Linked DNA regions of Zea mays: region 2 is linked to region 1. A link is a contact called in public Hi-C data. All regions are on one chromosome and are shown on one strand. Each heading gives the region's core, a stretch centred on a gene start, on an enhancer-like site or on the middle of the called end of the contact. The rest is flanking DNA. Distances are from core to core; before and after follow the strand shown. Region 1 holds the start of LOC100282352. Region 2 holds the start of LOC100279994 (Nucleosome assembly protein 1-2).

Region 1 (5,769 bases), core at 1,604-4,103:
CCTTTCTTCCTGCTGAGTTTTACCAAGCCCCTAAAAGGTTGGTGATATCTTGTATCTTTTTGGCAGGGTACGCAGCCATGGTTTTTCTTGAGGCAGAGATGTCATGGAATGTGTTGATCTCACCTAGCCAGCTGGACCGCAAGGGCCTCCTGCTCCGCGAGGCTATCATCGTAAGGCACTTTCGGTGATGACACAAAAGCATGGCACATCTACTCTGGAGAACAGACCTATTACATAACCATGCCCTTCATAAGGCACTTTGTCTATTATTACAATAGGATTGCCCGGTTCAACATGTTTCAGGTAGCTAGAAACTAGTGCATGTTCTTCATGAGGCCAACCATCTTTTATTATAACAACAGCAATATTCAGGCATTTCGGTGATGAGATCAACCTTCGGTGCTTGATGACTTGACAACGGTGACAGGGCAGGTTGCGTTGTTCACGACGTAATCGCTGACACTTCCTAAGAGCACCCTGCAGGAAGGATGACATCAGAAGATCAGCGCTGCTATTAGCGAAGACAGTATTGCCCACAGGTCACAAGAAGGTACAACCTCTTGAGTTTGCCAAGGCCCCTGCTTCCTATAACCAAGCAGCTCAACGGGGTGTCATGGATAACTTGACAGAGCTTCTCACGCGGATCTCCCCACAGGACTTTCACAACCACCATAATCTGTTTGTCAAAAGAAATTCAAAAACCTAAAAGAAAAAAAAGCAACACTGAGAAGAAGGAAATGGCAGATAACACGACCAGAGGCTTGGTGTGCTCACTTCCTTCTGGGTAGCTGTAGTGTTCAGGAGGTCCAAGGTTTCCATGTCGGGTTTTGCTCCATATTTCTTCGCGATAATAGGGTCAGAGAACTCCGAGAGGGGAATCAACGCTATTATATTTAACACAGAAAAAAAGGACATAGATGTTCATGATGTTAAATCATGTTAGGATGAAAGTAACACCAACATTGAAAATATCTTGCCCTACAATGCTATTTAATAGTGAAAACATGAATAGCAAGCTGAGCCATATGGATAACTGGAATTGATCCTCAAAGCGGCAGGACACGATGAATGAAACAGATAAGAAAATCTGAATTTCATTTTATGTATCCAAAATATATACTATGTCTGTGTATGGCTAACTCCAGTAGCATAGGCATTCGGATGTGGCTGCGTGCGAGCACGCAAAAATGTAACCCGTCCAGCAGTGCGCGTGCACCATCACCATATAGGAGAGAAAAACATGCAGATTTGCGCGATCAAACGACCGAGCACTCATTTTGCGCGTCCTAATCCGCGATCTGCTGAAAACATAAATAATTGAATACGGTTGTGCAAAATGCGCATCCATGGCTGGATACACGATCTGTTGGAGATAGCCTAAGAAGTAAGAATACCATGTCCTGTTCCTTACTCTAGCATCATCTCTAAAGAGTGACTGCATCAAGGCAACATATAGTTAGCAAGTCTTCCTTAGTAAATGGTACTGAAGTAGCAATAGCATACACTGGTTGCCGGCCATTAGAAAACCGAGTAAACTGATGTTGAAGCTGGCACATATTTAATTTAAGGCATGGTTAGTTCTAGGCATTCCAACCAGCCTCCCAGCAAAACCAGCCTCTCTGCATTTGCGGGGAAAGCTTGCCTCACGTTTGCGGAAAAAAACGCTTGCCTCAGTTTATCTCTTTCATAGATCCAACTATCTCTACCCCTCTGAATTTGGGTCTACTCAGACTGTCTCCAACGATCCACTCCATCTCTCACCCCACCATACGTAGCCACGTAAGGGGCTTTAGAGGGAAATTACCCTTCAACAGCTCCTCAAGGCTCCCAATATAGGGAAGAGATAAAACTTCTCTACATATGAGGTGAGCATTATTCTTTGCCTATACTTTAATTACATCATTTTTTGTGATATTAATTCTATTTAAGCTATATAATCTGACAACAATGTGTATTATAATAATACAAATAGTATATGACTTCAAAAAAATAAAACAAATATATATAGATAGTATCTTTTATATAGGACAAATATGGGAGAAATGGTTGAAGTCGGTCTCTTCACGACTATATATGTATGTTGTCTTTTAATTGTATTTATGATCCAGAGTTTAAGGTTATATCGTACAGTCTTTTAACTGTCTTTTGTACTTATACTGACTCTCAGGTTGTACATGCCTTAAGGCAAGTAGCCAGGAATCATAACCAGTGCGCGCAGATTGATGGGCAAGATCAGTCGTTCCAATCAATCGCCTTGTACATGTCATACACCTATGCACGGCATGGATCATGGAGCAGCAAGTGCCAAGTATCCTAGGGTTTGCGGATCTTTAATGGCCGCAAATGCTAGCGCTAGTGTTTGTGGGAGGGAAAACAGGTTAGCCACAAAGTTGAGGAACGGCTAGCTCCTAGCTAGGACCTAGCCACCTAGGAGTAGCAGTAGCACTAGCACCCTAGGAATTTCAATTGCAAGAACCAAGCATAGCAAAGGGTAGGAGGAGGCGGTGGTGGAGATTGGAGAAAGGGTGCGTACGGGAGCCGGTGGATTCCCAGAGGATGGCCTCGCTCTGCTCGTAGTCGGGCTCCTTGATGACGTGCAGCAGCAGCAGGTGGTCGCCGGCGCGGAGCAGGTTGGTCGCCGCCCACTGCAGCGCCTCTCGGCTCCCCTGCGAGAAGTCCGTCGCCAGTCCCACCCACCTCTCGCCCTCGGCGCTCGCCATCTCCTCAAGCTCCTCTCTTCCAGGTTCTTTCCTCTCCTCGTACAGGTTCTTGACCTCGTGGGGGTCACTGTATGGACTGCGGATGGCGGTGGTAGAGGTGGCCTCTTGTCTATTTGATTGATGCCAAAGCCAAAGGACACTTGCCACGGAGGTGCATGTGGCAGTGACAATGATCCCTGCATATTTGCTTCCTTGACCTTGCCCCATCTCTTTTTCTGTGCAGACGTTTTTCGTCATCTTTTTTATCTCTTTCTCATGCTGCCATAGTAAGGTGTTGTTTGATCTATTTTATTTTATTTTAGTTTTTTAAATTGTTAAATACGAAAATTAAAATAGAGTTATGGTCTCCATATTTAACAATTTAGAGGATTGAAATAGAATAAAATAGAGTGACTAAAAATTAATCCCTAAAAACAACGGCAACAACTGTTATGCAAATAGTCCTTCTGTGTAAACGTGCAAGCAAATCATCTGATCCATTAGATCGTGATCCAACCACAAATACATTCATGGTTTCTTAGGGGTTTTTTTTATAAAGATTATTGAGCTGGTGGTGGAAGGGTTTAAGTGTTAAATGTGACATACGGTTCGAAGGGCTGTTTGGTTGGAGAGACTAAAAATTAGTCTCCCCATTTTAGTGTCATTTAGTCTCTAAATTGTCAAAAAGTGAGACTAAAATAGTGACTAAACTCTTTTAGTCTTTAGTCCCTCAAGGGGTGACTAAAGGGACTAAACCATATTAATTTTATCTTTTGCTCTTCCTTTATTTCAGTTACATTAATGGCAGTAGAATACTAAGGGGTGTTTTGGTCATCTTATGATTCATTTAATGTTTTTTTGAATATTTTTAGTCTTTATAACAAAACAGGGTATAGACTAAACTTTAGTCTCCTAACTAAATTTTAGTCCTTAGACTTAAAGAAACCAAACATGCCCTAAGAGCATCTCCAACAACGTGACCTATAAAAATGTCCTATAATTTGAAAATAAGTAAATTTTATAGAATTTAGGGCACCAACAAAACACCCCGCTCCAACAGTAAAGCCTCAAATCTAGATTATAGGGCAGCCCACTACGGTGTAGTATATTTGAGGCACTTGAGAGGGTGCCCTATAGTTTTTTGACAAAAATTTATGAAATAGGGCACTGTTGGAGTAGTTTTTCCTGTGTAGAGCCCCATATTTTAATTTGAGGCACTAGTTTGAGGCATTGTTGGAGATGCTCTAATATACTCCATCTATCACAAATTAAATTTGTTAATATACTCCATCTATCACAAATTAAATTTGTTGATTCAAACAATAATTAATAGAATAATTATTGTATGTATTATATAAATATCTAGATTCATAATCATCCATATGAATATGGACATAAAAACCTAGAGCTAAAACAACTAATACTTTAGAACGGAGAGAGTCTTTACTCCCGTTTCTAAATATTAGTCGTTTTAGCTCTTAATTTTTATTTTAATATTTAAATAGATGATAATAAATCTAAACACATATGTAAAATAAATATATTAATTCTTGTATGTAAAACAAATTTTATTTTAGGAGGGAGTAATATAATAATAACAGTTAGATAGGCGTAATGGAAAGACGCATTACGCGACGCTACAGAACACGTCGTCCGAAACCGACGGCTGCTGCTCAAATTTGTCAAAGCCTCAAAGGTCGTCTGCTGCAGATGACCGTGTCTGCATAACGATATGGCCAGGCTTATCAGCCAATTGGAAAGGCAAACACCAAGCAACATGTTTTTTTACAGAAAATTCAACTACTACGTATTATACATCTAAAAAGATTTCAGAATGAAACATGAGATGTTTGCAGCACCACGGCACTCCAGGTTCCATAGCCCATAATCCATCTAGAACGAGCGACCGACAGCAACCACTAGATTCCTGGCCCAATGACCACATTGAACTCCTCACTGTCACAGCTAAAGTACGATGCGCCTTATCTTCGCCCAAAACTGGGTTGAAGGGTATATCCTGCGCTTTTCCTACTTCCTATTGTCTATCTACTTGTTTCATGAAAGGCTTGGAATGACTGGGTATATAACCCTTCACAGGTCCTACTAATGACATGGCTTCTTGTAGAGCCTCCAGTAGATGATCAGGATGATCCTCGATGTGCACACGGCCAAACTGTTCTGGTATTTTGCGCAAAACCCGTCCAACGATCTGCGATGTGCACAGGGAAAAGAATTATTCTTAAAACATTGCATAGATGCACTGATGTACAAGCACATGTGAGCACCATGTTTTCAGTAAGAGCTGAATTAATAGTAAATAAAAGAAACAAAATCCACAAATACGAAAGCAGATGCCACACCATCAACAGGTATAGGGGAAGTTACTAGCTTTGGTGCAGCTAATGACCAGCCTATTTGATGAAGATTCAAAAGATCATTTCTCTAGGAAAGCGATCAAGATTTGAAGACATGTCACTAGTTCAAACCTTGCGAGCATAGCCACCATAAGCAATCCCTCCTATTAAAGCTTGGTGAGAACTGGCCATTTCAGAGGTTGCGGTCCCTGAATTCCAATTTGATGATTGGAAAAGACCAGCTTTCTTTAAGTAATCAACAGTGTATGAGTTGGTGCCACCAGCCAACTGATAGAACCCTTCAAAAACCACAGGCACAGCAAAATATGAAAATATAAGGACGAGAGAGCCACAGCCACATGAGGCCAAAAATATTTCAATTGCTGGCTTCATTTACCAGGAGGTCTTTCTGACATTGAAGCCACATGAGCGGCAAAAGAAACTGTCTCCCTTGTTGCACCTCGGCCAATGTCACCACTCATAGGTCGGCCATCTAACTGTTCCAAAAGAAAAACAATTTATAAAGTCCCAGCAAAAAAGCGCATTACGTTTACAAGATTAAAATTCAAAAGTAGTACATAAATGATATGCATGCCAGGTTCCCACCACATCAAGATGACTAGCAAAGTGATGCTAGCATTTAAAGAAAACATAACAGCAAACTCAATGGATTAAAAACTAAATAATCAAAACAATCTCAAATATCTAGTTTGAAG
Region 2 (5,769 bases), core at 1,777-4,276, 180 kb before region 1:
GGTGAAGTGATATTCCCCATTAGGCCTTGTTTGGTTATTCCAATTACACATGGATTGGATGGGATTGGAAAAAATTAAAAAGAAGTTTGACTTGCTTGGGATTTAAACACACCCAATCCCACTCAATCCACATGGATTAAGAGCTAACCGAACAAGCCCTTAGAGAGACAAAAAAAGGTTCCCATACCTTTGAATCGTAATCATCATCATCATCATCATCCTCGTCATCTTCGTCTTCATCATCATTGTCTTCATCATCGTCATCCTCACCATCCATAACTTCAAACTCCTCATCTTGAGCAGCCTCTCCAGTGAACCACGAGACAGCATGTGGGATAATCTTGTCTCTGATGGTAGATCTGGCAGATACAGAAAGGATAGTTTAGAAGTAATAAACAAACTCTTAATCTTGGTGCATCAACAGATTGATCAAATCCCCTGATCACAAAAACATAATCTGTAACAAGACGGCAACCACTATAATACATAACACGTAACAACATACCCAATATCATAATCTTGTTCCATTTCGTTCTGCAACTGTTCAGCCTATTGAAAAGGGAAAACCAAATCAAGTTCAATGATGTTCGTGTATGCATGTTTAACCATAAAAGCAGGTACATATAAGATAAACTTACTATATCCTCATCAATTTCCTCATCATCATCAGGGACTTGAGGTGGACTGAAGAAGTTGAAGAAGCTCTCACAATCTTCAGTTTTTGTGATAGGTTTAGTGTTCTTTGAACCCTTCCGTGGCTTCTTTTTTAGCACCTTTTGTGTCAAGCACTTCCCAGGGTACCATTCAATTTCAGTACTGAAATTGGTAAACACATGTATTACTAAAACTTTCTATTCATCCAAAAGAAAACTGAACTGCACGTGAGGAAAATATTAATAATTACCCAATGGCTTTCTCCAAAATTGGTTCATCCTCATCAATCATGTGATATGTTTTTGTAAGCACTGAATTCTTGAAGAACGGATTTGTACCAAATTGAAATTCAAGCTTAAAGCCCTTCGGCTCGCTGATCCTATACCACGTGATGTTCTTGAGGTACTTGAGAGCTTCCTCGTCCCTCTCCTGGATCTGAAAATTGAAGTGCCAAAATTATTTACAGCCAGTAAAAGACTGGTTTGTGTAAAAATGCATTACAACATATTGGAACACAAAGTATTGATGGTTCTCATGACAAAAAAAAATAACTGTAAAAAGATGCAAGACTTCACCTCCTCAGCTAGAATTTCATGATTCTTCATTGCATTAAGCCAGAAAGCTGGTACACCTTTTTCTTCTGCAGAGAAGCATTATGATTGAAGTTCAAAAAAAAGTTGAGAGGATATGTTTCTTCTAATCTTCTTTAACAGAGTTTCATTATCCAATAGAAACAAGAGATCTCAAACTATGTTCACCTTTTTGATCAGCAGAGGTCTCATCTCCAGTCTTTTGCTCCGCAGGGGTTTCAGCTGCACTTTCTACTGTGATACCCTCAACCTCGACCACACCATTGACAATTTCGTAACGCTGTCAATGTCAGGTTCAATAAAACAATCAGATGGCTCATGGCATCAAATAGGATGCAGAAATAGTGAAGGGATGCCTGTACTTTATGGAGCATCGGAATACTAACCATTTCTATTGTGTACATGTTAACCTAGTGTCTATTGCTATGGGGGACATGAATTCTAAGAACAGTTCAGAAGCTGAAAAAAATATATAGCAATAGTACAAAAAAGAACACAACAAATGCAGAGGCATCATTGTATCAAGAGAACAGGCTTACCTTTGAGTAAAGTGGTTCATACAACTTCTGATACTTAGCTTCTAGAGCAGCTCTCTCCTCGAAAAATTTTGCCTCAAGTTCGTCGTGTTCGCCCTAGAAGACAGTACACAATGGTAATGAACTAACTGCAATTGAATCTAGAGAATCAATTCAAATTGCCCAAGTGATTACTATGTTACATAATACAGAACCAAGTGGCAAACCATTCGGCGATAGATCCACATGGCAGTAAGGCAGAAATATATTGCACAAAGTAAACCCAGTCTAGGCACGTGTATAATAACGAAGCTTCTGTCCAGACTAAACTAAGGTTTTCACATGGTTAGATTTATAAAGATAATATGTATCAGTAATTCAGTATCATGTCATTTCCAAAATATTCTAACAAAATCCCAATACACCTTGAGTCAAGAACCAAGGGCAAACTACAGTCAAAAATAAATCTAGAGCTCGCAACTAGGCATCATAAAAAGCATCCAATGCGTGACACAACCATTCACAATAGCTGGCACTTCTCCAGAATCTCCACTGATAATAGTATCTAACAGTGTCCTAGATCCTATTAGCGTTGGAATTTCCGGTGCTAGTGTGCACCACCCATACCACTGTGACAAGTATCTACACAACCACATAATGCATCCTTTATTAGACAAACAATAATACAGGACCACACAAAGCTCCCTACCGAAGCATGCCACATCCGCAGGGTACTTGCACAAGTGTAAGCGCAACTTTATACCTGGATCTCCCTGAGCTTCTCGACGCGCTTCCTGACCTTGGGCTCGAGGCTCTCGAGCACGTCGGTATGCCGCGACGCCAATCCCTCGAGCGTGTTCTAAACAAGGGCAAAAAAACACTGATTCAGCATAGGCTCGCTATAAAATCCCCAAACCGCCCAACCCAACGACAGGCCCGCCAAAACTGCAGCAAAAAACAGAGAACCGCGGCCCGGTAATGCAATATAAAACTCACCTTGATCGACGCCACAAGGTTAGCCTTGTCCTCCGCGCTGAGCTCTGCATGGGAACAGCCGCAAACCAATCAGACAAGGACACCACGCCCAAGCAACGGCAATAGAAATCCAAAAGCGAAGCGAAGCAACGAACCGGCCGAGTTGGGGATGGCAGCGCCGAGGGCGGAGAGGTCGAGGGAGTCCTTGCCGTCGCTCATGGCTGCGGCGCACTGGAAGCTTCGGAAATGATTTAGGGGTGGGCGGGGAGGGAGGAGAAACCCTAGCGGCGGCGGGAGGGGGGCGCTGGGTTGAGGGGAGAGGGAGGCGATGGCTGAGGAGGGGATAAAGAGTGGGGATTGAGGGATGCGATTTATAGCAGGCGGGCGCGTGGGAACTCGAGAAGACGTGGGAGAAGCGCCGGTTTGGTTTGGAGTTTGGACTCCGCCAGTCGCAAGCGGGGAAGAGCGGGAGAGAGAGGTACCTTTGGGCCCACCTGTAGGCCAGCGAGATGCTGCAATATGCTGCCTGCACGCTGTCACGGTCCGCGCGGTATAAAAGGTCACAATTCAAATTTTTTAGTTGAAAGCATCCGCAACTTTTTGGGAAAAAAATAAAAATAAATGTTTCGTTGTAGTTTTGCACTTAAGTACTCAACGAATTGATTATTAGGCTATCCTCACCTGTGGACGCAAAATAATATTTCAGCATTAGAGACATATTGTATACTAGGCGAGTGCTCGTGCGTTACAATGGAAACATATAGTAGTATAGATAACGTATGTACAAATGTGTGTTATACTGTTAAGATGGAGGACGACGTCCGCGACCCGTCTGAGATGATGTTGAGGTGAAACTTGGATCGCGGTCGAGCGCATCAGCGTCGCGAAATAAGACCGCCTGTCTGTGAGGCGCTCGAGGAGAAGGGCCGGGTAGTCTCGCGGAGGGAGCAAGGTCTGGGGGACGACGGTGGAGTGGCGACGTGCGGTCACGGGGGTGGCGGCCTTGGCGACGATGGCGCGCGGTCGAGAAGGTGCGCGTGGGAGCCCAACAGACGGAGCCTGTTAAAGGATTACATCACAGGACGAGAAAGTTTACAGTTGAAAGTGTACTCATGAGAACGAATGTTTAGCTGGTTCGAGTGCTATAGTAAGATCATATATGGGACACGAGTGCCATCTAGGTTGCTCTTTCTGAAGCATCAAGTGCAGCGATCTCAAGTGGCAATACTTTGCAAGTGTTTTCACAGGCTTAACAATGGCATCATCTACAGTGACCAAACCAGTGTATGCATACTCCAAAATTTTCTTCAGAGCATACTCCAAAATTTACATCGTAGTTGGATGTCGTATAATCTAGATTTTGACCTTAATGTTAGAGCAAAATAATTTATCGTGCCCTAAATCCTATAAAATATATTTATTTTAAAATTCTAGGTCATTTTTATAAGTCACCCGGTTTGACATAGTCATCACGATCCATACACCATAAGTTGGAAAGTATTCTGCTCTCATCTTCCTCTCACAACAGCAGGAGTCTAGCATTTTTGTTTTTATGCTTTCCAAGATGCAATCACAACCATTGATTTAGCCACCAAATCAATGGTGCAGAAACACTAGGCTGTTGATTTAGCGACCAAATCATGGGTGCAAAAACACTGGGCTGTTGATTTAACCACCAAATCAATGTTGCTTATTCAAATAAAAGTGCATGCTTACTAAAAATGCATCTTCACGATCCTATAAAACTGCATAGTCCGTCCATTACCGCGAGGACGTCCGTCGTGCTCGGGTATAAAACTCGCTCTCACCAATCCCACGCCAAAAGGACGTGAGTTTGAAGTAAATTCTAAGCGAACAAATATGTGAGAAGAACAAGTAAGAAATGACGAGCAAAGCCATACAAACTAAAACCTAGTCATCCAGCCAAACATTGGAATCATACCCCAGACTTCAGTAGCAAAGTCAAATCCAAAACTATCACATTTTTTAGCTTTGTTTGGAAAGATTTGTGAAAACACAACGAACTCAGATGGAACCCAAGAAACAATATTGAGTCTTCAGAATTAAGGTACCAAGTGAAAGCACAACACTTGCATCTGGACGGTACGGATACATGAGATAAAACATAGCTAAAGCAGTATCCCTCAAGAGTCCATTCCTGGTGGAACTACGTGCAAGACCTACTGGTTGATCTCAGCCTTCTTCTTCTGCCACATCCTGTCCAACGAGCTGTCAACATCACCCTAGGCACAACAAAAAATACGCAATCAGAACCATAACCAAGCAGAAGAATCCATGACACAGCAGAAGCAACATGTAAAAATTCACTTGACTAACAGCAATAAAGACATAAAACCATAGCAAGAAAATGTGTTAGTTAACAGTGGATGGTGGTCAACCTAGCGACACATAAAGATCATAACTTTGGACTTCCTGAAAGTCAATTTAGCCACACATAATAAATTCTTTCCAAATCCATTCAGTCATTCACTGTGTCAGGTGCCAACAATGTGAACTCAATAAACACGGAATTGCAGTAGAAAGTTGCATGTAGGCATCACATCCTGGACTATCACCTGAGCACGGACAAAACCGGAGAGAGCAAACGTGGTGAAGTGACATCGTACAGATTCCCAGTCTGAAATGAGGAGCTTCAGGTTATCCAATGAATAAATGTGTCACAACTCACAAAATATCAGTAAAGCAACACTATAGAACCAGTACTACCCCATAGCATAGAGATTACATGCTTGAGAAACACAATGTCAAGACAAATAACTTTTAACTAACCGACATTTACATAATTCATAGCCAACTTTCAAATGTGTTAGAAGTTATTAAGGCACTAACATAAAATGTGTCAGAACTCATTGAAGTACCTGCATCTCACTCCTAAGCAATCAATTAACGTGCCCAAAATAAACAAATTAAGCAAGCCATTTAAATGTTCAAATGCCCAATGTTGGAACTTGCTCTCCTGGGCAAGTTGATCCAACTGGGGAGTGAAAGTAACGTAAATAAGGTTTCAACTCGAG

What was found. A called contact is a pair of places that touch in the nucleus more often than the background predicts.
Region 2: a contact with region 1 is called in a Hi-C map of tassel, with 9 times the contacts expected there. The contact joins the promoter of LOC100279994 here to the promoter of LOC100282352 in region 1. A contact is called at or near these places in 14 of 25 Hi-C or Micro-C datasets (bundle sheath, ear, leaf and 4 more) and 2 of 3 datasets of contacts at active chromatin or transcription factors (leaf and seedling).

Annotation. Positions count from the first base shown.
Region 1 is chr8:139,356,125-139,361,893 of Zm-B73-REFERENCE-NAM-5.0, reverse strand. LOC100282352 reads right to left here and starts at 2,853. Exons shown (of 4, transcript NM_001155264.3): 1 at 2,534-2,853; 2 at 775-884; 3 at 558-676; 4 at 194-477. The coding sequence starts at 2,720. The coding sequence ends at 390. It overlaps LOC100217065 (4Fe-4S ferredoxin, iron-sulfur binding protein), which reads right to left. Exons shown (of 11, transcript NM_001143436.1): 9 at 5,451-5,550; 10 at 5,186-5,352; 11 at 4,487-4,908. The coding sequence ends at 4,735. It also overlaps a transcript of LOC100276326 not described here.
Region 2 is chr8:139,538,400-139,544,168 of Zm-B73-REFERENCE-NAM-5.0, reverse strand. It overlaps LOC100279994 (Nucleosome assembly protein 1-2), which reads right to left and starts at 3,026. Exons shown (of 11, transcript NM_001152942.1): 1 at 2,890-3,026; 2 at 2,756-2,799; 3 at 2,523-2,618; 4 at 1,784-1,876; 5 at 1,413-1,524; 6 at 1,230-1,294; 7 at 905-1,089; 8 at 639-816; 9 at 506-549; 10 at 188-359. The coding sequence starts at 2,953.